2 separate regions of the Sus scrofa genome follow, and region 1 is linked to region 2. Evidence: chromatin contacts called from public HiChIP or PLAC-seq data. All regions are on one chromosome and are shown on one strand. The core of a region is the stretch at or near the end of the contact, and the rest is flanking DNA. Distances in the headings are between cores, read along the strand shown.

The links. HiChIP or PLAC-seq counts read pairs in DNA pulled down with a chosen protein or histone mark.
Region 1: an H3K27ac HiChIP or PLAC-seq map of skeletal muscle shows a contact between it and region 2. The contact joins the promoter of CDKN1B here to the promoter of APOLD1 in region 2. A contact is called at or near these places in 3 of 47 Hi-C or Micro-C datasets (brain, heart right ventricle and skeletal muscle) and 1 of 2 datasets of contacts at active chromatin or transcription factors (skeletal muscle).

The regions. Positions count from the first base shown.
Region 1 is chr5:59,734,531-59,737,291 of Sscrofa11.1, forward strand. It overlaps CDKN1B (cyclin dependent kinase inhibitor 1B), which reads right to left and starts at 1,301. Exons shown (of 3, transcript NM_214316.1): 1 at 785-1,301; 2 at 109-238. The coding sequence starts at 1,259. The coding sequence ends at 117.
Region 2 is chr5:59,670,476-59,673,489 of Sscrofa11.1, forward strand. It overlaps APOLD1 (apolipoprotein L domain-containing protein 1), which reads right to left and starts at 1,546. Exons shown (of 2, transcript XM_021092329.1): 1 at 1,043-1,546; 2 at 1-1,040. The coding sequence starts at 1,100. The coding sequence ends at 361.

The DNA of each region.
Region 1 (2,761 bases), core at 51-2,550, 64 kb after region 2:
TCTAATCTGCCAGACACCACTAAGATCGGGTATCTTGGTGTTTGAAAACCCATGAGTTCCTTCAGCCCAAATCGGGTGTCACTTATTTGCTTCCAGTGATCAACCCACCGAGCAGTTTACGTTTGACGCCTTCTGAGGCCGGGCTTCTTGGGCGTCTGCTCCACTGAAGCCGAGTTCGGGGAACCGTCTGAAACATTTTCTTCTGTTCTGTTGGCTCTTTTGTTTTGAGGAGAGGAATCTAAAGGCAGGAGGGAATTTTAAAAAGAACACACACAAATAATCTTTATTAGAAAAAACAATGGCTGACACAAGTTGGCTCGATACTGAGGGGACAAAAAACCCACCACCTCCACCCACCATCCTGGATCCGTCATTCCCAGTGGCCTTTAAGGGCACAAAATGAGGTTGTTTTCACATAACAGAAAGTGTATTCTACGCCCCAAATCTCTCTCTCTCCAAAGCGAAGAGGGAGGTGGTTGATAAACATCCCAACGTTGTCACATACCTACAGCTGGCTAGCGGGGAGGAGCCGCGATGTTTTCAGTTAGAGAAATTATCAGATAGCACAGTCTCATGCTTCAGACTTAAAAGTCATAAACAGACCAGCAGCTAGCCAAATAGCATTTAAAACCTAAGATGAGGAAGGTGTGTTCCCCAAGAGCTAAGTCAGAATGCGCTGAAAAGAAAGCGGAGGTTTAAGATCCTCAAGCAGGGAAAACAGCACGGCAGACAAACAGAGAGAGGCAGACAAACAGACGTTTCATGCATTCGAAAGGGTCATTACCGTCTGTGGCAGGTCGCTTCCTTATCCCAGTGCACTGCTCCGCTAACCCCGTCTGGCTGTCCGGTGCATCAGTCTTTTGGTCTACCAAATGTGTGTCCTCTGAGTTGGCCTGAGACCCAATTAAAGGCACCGCCTGGCGGGTCCCGCTGACACCCTGGCCCTCCTGCGCCGGCACCTTGCAGGCGCCTTTGGGTGGCCGCGGGGGTCTGTAGTAGAACTCGGGCAAGCTGCCCTTTTCCACCTCCTGCCACTCGTATTTGCCCTCCAGGGGCTTGTGATTCTGAAAATCAAAATTCCACTTGCGCTGGCTGGCCTCTTCCATGTCTCTGCAGTGCTTCTCCAAGTCCCGGGTTAACTCTTCGTGATTGACCGGGCCGAAGAGGTTTCGGCAGGCCGAGGGCTTGGGGTACTCCGCCTGTCTGGCGTCCATCCGCTCCAGGCTCGGGCTCCCGTTAGACACTCTCACGTTTGACATCTTCCTCCCGGGGCTCGGCGACCGCCTCTCTCGCGCTCTCGCAAAACAAAACCGAACAAAACAAAACGCCTCGACCCAGCCCGAGCCCCTCTTATAAGCCCTGCGGCTGCCCTCCGAGCCAAGAGAAACAAACACCGACGAGTAAGCGCCCGAGCGTCAGGAGCGCGCTGGGGCTGGGGGAGGGGGCGAGGGGCAGCCCGGGCCAGGCAGCCCCGAGTCTCCGCCGATCAAGTGTACGGGCGAGCTGGAGGGCGGGGAGGGGAGGGGAGAGGAGCGCAGCGGAGAGAGGAGGGGGCAGAGCCAGTCCGAGTCCCCGCCGCTGCGAGCCCGCGGGTCCCGCCGACCGAGCGGCTCTCCAAACCTTGCCGGCGTCGGAGTCGCGGAGCGGCGAGAAAGTGGGGACAGGGGAGGGGGAGAAAAACACCCCGAAAAGACGAGCCCCCTTTTTTTAGTTGCCCAATATGGCGGTGGAAGGGAGGCTGACGAAGAAGAAGATGATTGACACCGCAAGTCTATTTAAACAGAGGAGGAGATCATTGGTCGCGGCGCCGGGAGCCGCCCAGCCGAGACTGGCGAGCTGGGCCTTAAGGTGGCCCCTGAGCCGCCGCTGCGCCTCCCCGCCTCCCGAGCGCGCCGCCGCCGAGCGCGCGGCCGGGAGCTCGACTGGTCGCGTGACTGCTGGAGGTGCCGGGCTGCCAGCAAACCTGCTCTGGCTGGCCTCGGAGAAATTAAAAATAAGACAAACTCGCCAAAAGGCCGGGGAGCCGGGGAGGGGCCTGGCCGGAGAGGTGGCGGGTTCTGGTCCCTGCGCTGCGCTCCGCTCCGGAGCCCCGACCTCCCTCTCCTCGCCGAGGGCGATCTTATTTTCCCCTCGCTCGCCGAGCGGGTAGGGGCGGGCAGCTGGGCTCGCCGCTGGGCGCTCGGCCCCCAGCTGGGCTCTCTCCCGGGGGGGCCCCCACCGCTCGCTCAGCGGGGGAGGCGGGGAGCCCCTGAGCCTGGGTGCCTTAGCTGGGGGTGAGCAGTGGTTAGCTCACCCTTAACCTAGAAGTCTGTGCTGTTCTAGGGGAGGCAGGGGGCTTAGGGGGGAAGCCCAGGAGGACGTCTTTCTATAAGTAGACTGGAATAGATGCTGCATTTGTAATGTATTCTGAACCCAAGCTCTCCCTCAATAAAAACAAGAAAAGGGCTTCGAGATCAAAAACTCTATTGGTCTCCCAAGTCCCTAATAAACTTAGTAGCTGTCTCAGATACATTTCGTTTAAAAAAGCGAGGATACACCCCTGGCCCAGGTTCTTGCTTCCCAAGCACTGTTAAGGCCACTGACTTGGTCTGCGTGTGGGAACTCGTCTCCTCTTTTATATTTTTCAGTTCTTTCCCGGCTTGTAGCAGTTTCCTCTACCTGAGTCCCGCCGCCAAATACAACAGCCCCTTCCTTCCTTCACCTTTCTCTCCCACCAGATTCACTTCTCCAGCCCACCCAGAACATTCAGATAGATACAAGT
Region 2 (3,014 bases), core at 296-2,795:
GGTAGAGGCAAGGATGCTGCAAATACCTAAAATCGGAAGTGACCTGCAGTGCGAAGACCCAACAGTTTTGATAAAAGAAAAGTACTCTTCAGGTCACATATCCCTCCAGGATCAGGCAAGTAAAAAGTCCCAAGCACTCAGTCCCAGGCAGGATGTCACACTAGTGGGAAAGGAAGGACTGGGAGGACACATTGCTACCAACTCCCCCCACCCCCACCCCACCTCCCCCTCAAGAACAGTTTTTCTCATGCACTGCATTCAGCTCCTAAACCAACTTGGTGTTTTCCTGAGGGAGCTGCAAATCTGGAGCATCCCATGGGGATGGTTTCTGGCCTCGGCCATTAAGGGGAAAAGACGTTCTCAGAGAAACAGTCCTGCGGGCTGGTCAGCAGAGATCTTGAGGTCGTGGCCACGGCTGCTCTTCGTGCAGAGCTGGGCTCTGGACTCCAGCTGCTCGCTGAGCTCATCCAGAGCCCCGGTGCAGGACTCCAGGCTCTCGGCCAGTTTCTGAATCTTGGCCTTCAGCACGGCCTGGCTAACCTTGGTGGCCCCTTCGGCCCTCCTGGGGATGAGGAAGCCTCGGGAGCCGAAGAAGATGATGAAGTAGACAGAGTTGTACAGCGCGATGGAGGCGTTCCTCCCGCACTGCAGCAGCTGGCGATCCCGGCGGTCCTGCCCGCGGCAAAAGAAGTCCAGGCAGCTCAAAAGCTCGCGCATCTGGTCCTGACAGGTGGCCACGATCTCCTGCACCCGCCGCAGCTCCCGGGAGTTGCAGAAAATCAGGGACAGATCGGACGTGATGGTGACTACCCCTCCGGCGGTGGCCACTCCCAGTCCCACGGCCGACGCCAGCAACGAGACCCCCAGGGTCACCGGGCTGAGCGAGAGCCCCACGATGGCGGCCACCGCGCCGGCCGCGCTCAGTGCGCTGCCAGTCACGTTGGCCGCCAGGGAGCGCCGGCGGAGGCGCTCGAGACGCCGGGCCACTTCGCGCAGGCTCAGCAGCTGGCCATGCAGCCGGCCGCGGCGGTCCAGCAGCAGCCCTGGAATCGGCGCAGCGCATCCGCACCCTGCAGCTCTCGGGCCACTGGCCCCTCCATGCCCTGCGGGGACACGACACGTGATTAGCCCGAAGTCAAGCACAGCAGCTACGCAAAGAGAAATGGGTCATTTTCCAGGGAGTCATGTTCCAAGTTCTCAAAGACCCGTTCTGTCTTCTAGGACAAGTCCCCTAAATCCTCAGGAACTTAAATCCGCGTAGATCAATAGGAATGTTGCTACTGTCCACTTTTCTCCCAGGGAACGCCGAGGATGGACTTAATATATTATCTGTTAAATAAGGGAGCGGTGATAGTACAAGTCTACTGCAATACTGAGGCCTCTTCTCTGAAAGGTGACACTTGAAAGCAGTAGGTTGCACTGTTAAAAAGTTCTTTCCTGGAGTTCCCGTCGTGGCCCAGTGGTTAACGAATCCGACTAGGAACCATGAAGGTGCAGGTTCGGTCCCTGCCTTGCTCAGTGGGTTAACGATCAGGCGTTGCTGTGAGCTGTGGTGTAGGTTGCAGGCGTGGATCCTGCGTTGCTGTGGCTTGGGGTAGGCCTGTGGCTGCAACTCTGATTCGACCCCTAGCCTGGGAACCTCCATATGCCGCAGGAGCGGCCCAAAGAAATAGCAAAAAAAGACAAAAAAAAAAAAAAATTCTTTCCTTACATGAAGACTTGGATCCTAAAAGTTTTGCAATGCAATTTTTTTTCCCTCTCAGAGGAGTGAAAAAGACAAGTCACCAAAAAAACTCAAAAAATCATATTGTCCGGAGTTCCCTTTGTGGCACAGCAGAAACGAATCCAACTAGGAAAAATGAGGTTGTGCAATCAATCTCTGGCCTCGGCCAGTGGGTTAAGGATCTGGCATTGCTGTGAGCTGTGGTGTAGTTGGCAGACGCAGGTGGGATCTGGTGTTGCCATGGCTGTGGCATAGGCTGTGGGTTACAGCTCCGATTAGAGCACTGGCCTGGGAACCCTCCATGTGCCGCTGGGTGAAGCCCTAAAAAGCCAAAAAAAAAAAAAAAATCATATTGTCTATCAAATGTAGGAAACTAATCTTTCTAAGTTAGATGCTTGCCTGAAGCAACTCTTCTGCTTGTTATTTTTCCCGGCTCTTATCTTAGAATCCTGCTCTTATCTTAGAATCAAGCCTAGGATGTGTTTTGCACTGTGTCTTCTAAGTAGAGCTCATCAGGTCTTCAGAAATCTCACCCTATGATGAGTCTTAATTAAAACTAAATGACATTAAATTAATTCTGCTATGTCCCTTTATTGTGAAAGCTTCCCTCAAAAATGAGTAACAGTTCAAAATCTTAAAAAGTGGCCAAATTATTTGTTTAACACCTCACTGAGGACTATCCATACCAAGTTAAATTGAAGCCAACTGAAGATGACTAACAGAGAGCACTGTACATCCTGGGTAAAAGTACATCCTTCCTAGTTGCCAAAAATTCCCCCCTTCATATCCACTCTACTCATTATCAGAAACTTCTTTAAAGTAGCAAAGAAGCCATAGAAATAGAACACTTCACTACTGTGAGACATCAGGGCAGAAATCATTATTCTCATCTGGAGGATGAGGAAATTGAAACACAGACATGTTGTAGATGCAGCTGATTCTTCACAGAGCCCAGTCTAGAATCTAGATCTCCTGACTCCTAGATCTTAACTTTATATGCATGCCTCCATAATTCCACCTGCCACTGACAAATTTCCTGATAAAGACACCTCTTAGCAAAATGAAACAAATTACTTAAAAAATATACCTAGACCAAGGATATAGCCCCAATATTACAAGTCCTATGGCTATTTTTCAGACAGTCTCCCTCTGGCCTCCCCCACTTACCATTCACTTCTGGCTGTCTCCAGGAAAGAAAAATCTGAGGCTGTTTCTGGATGAGCATGCTTTATAGTTCCAGAGAACCAATGACTGCCCTGGGAAAACCTTGTCTCATTTTGAGAATTTGCCA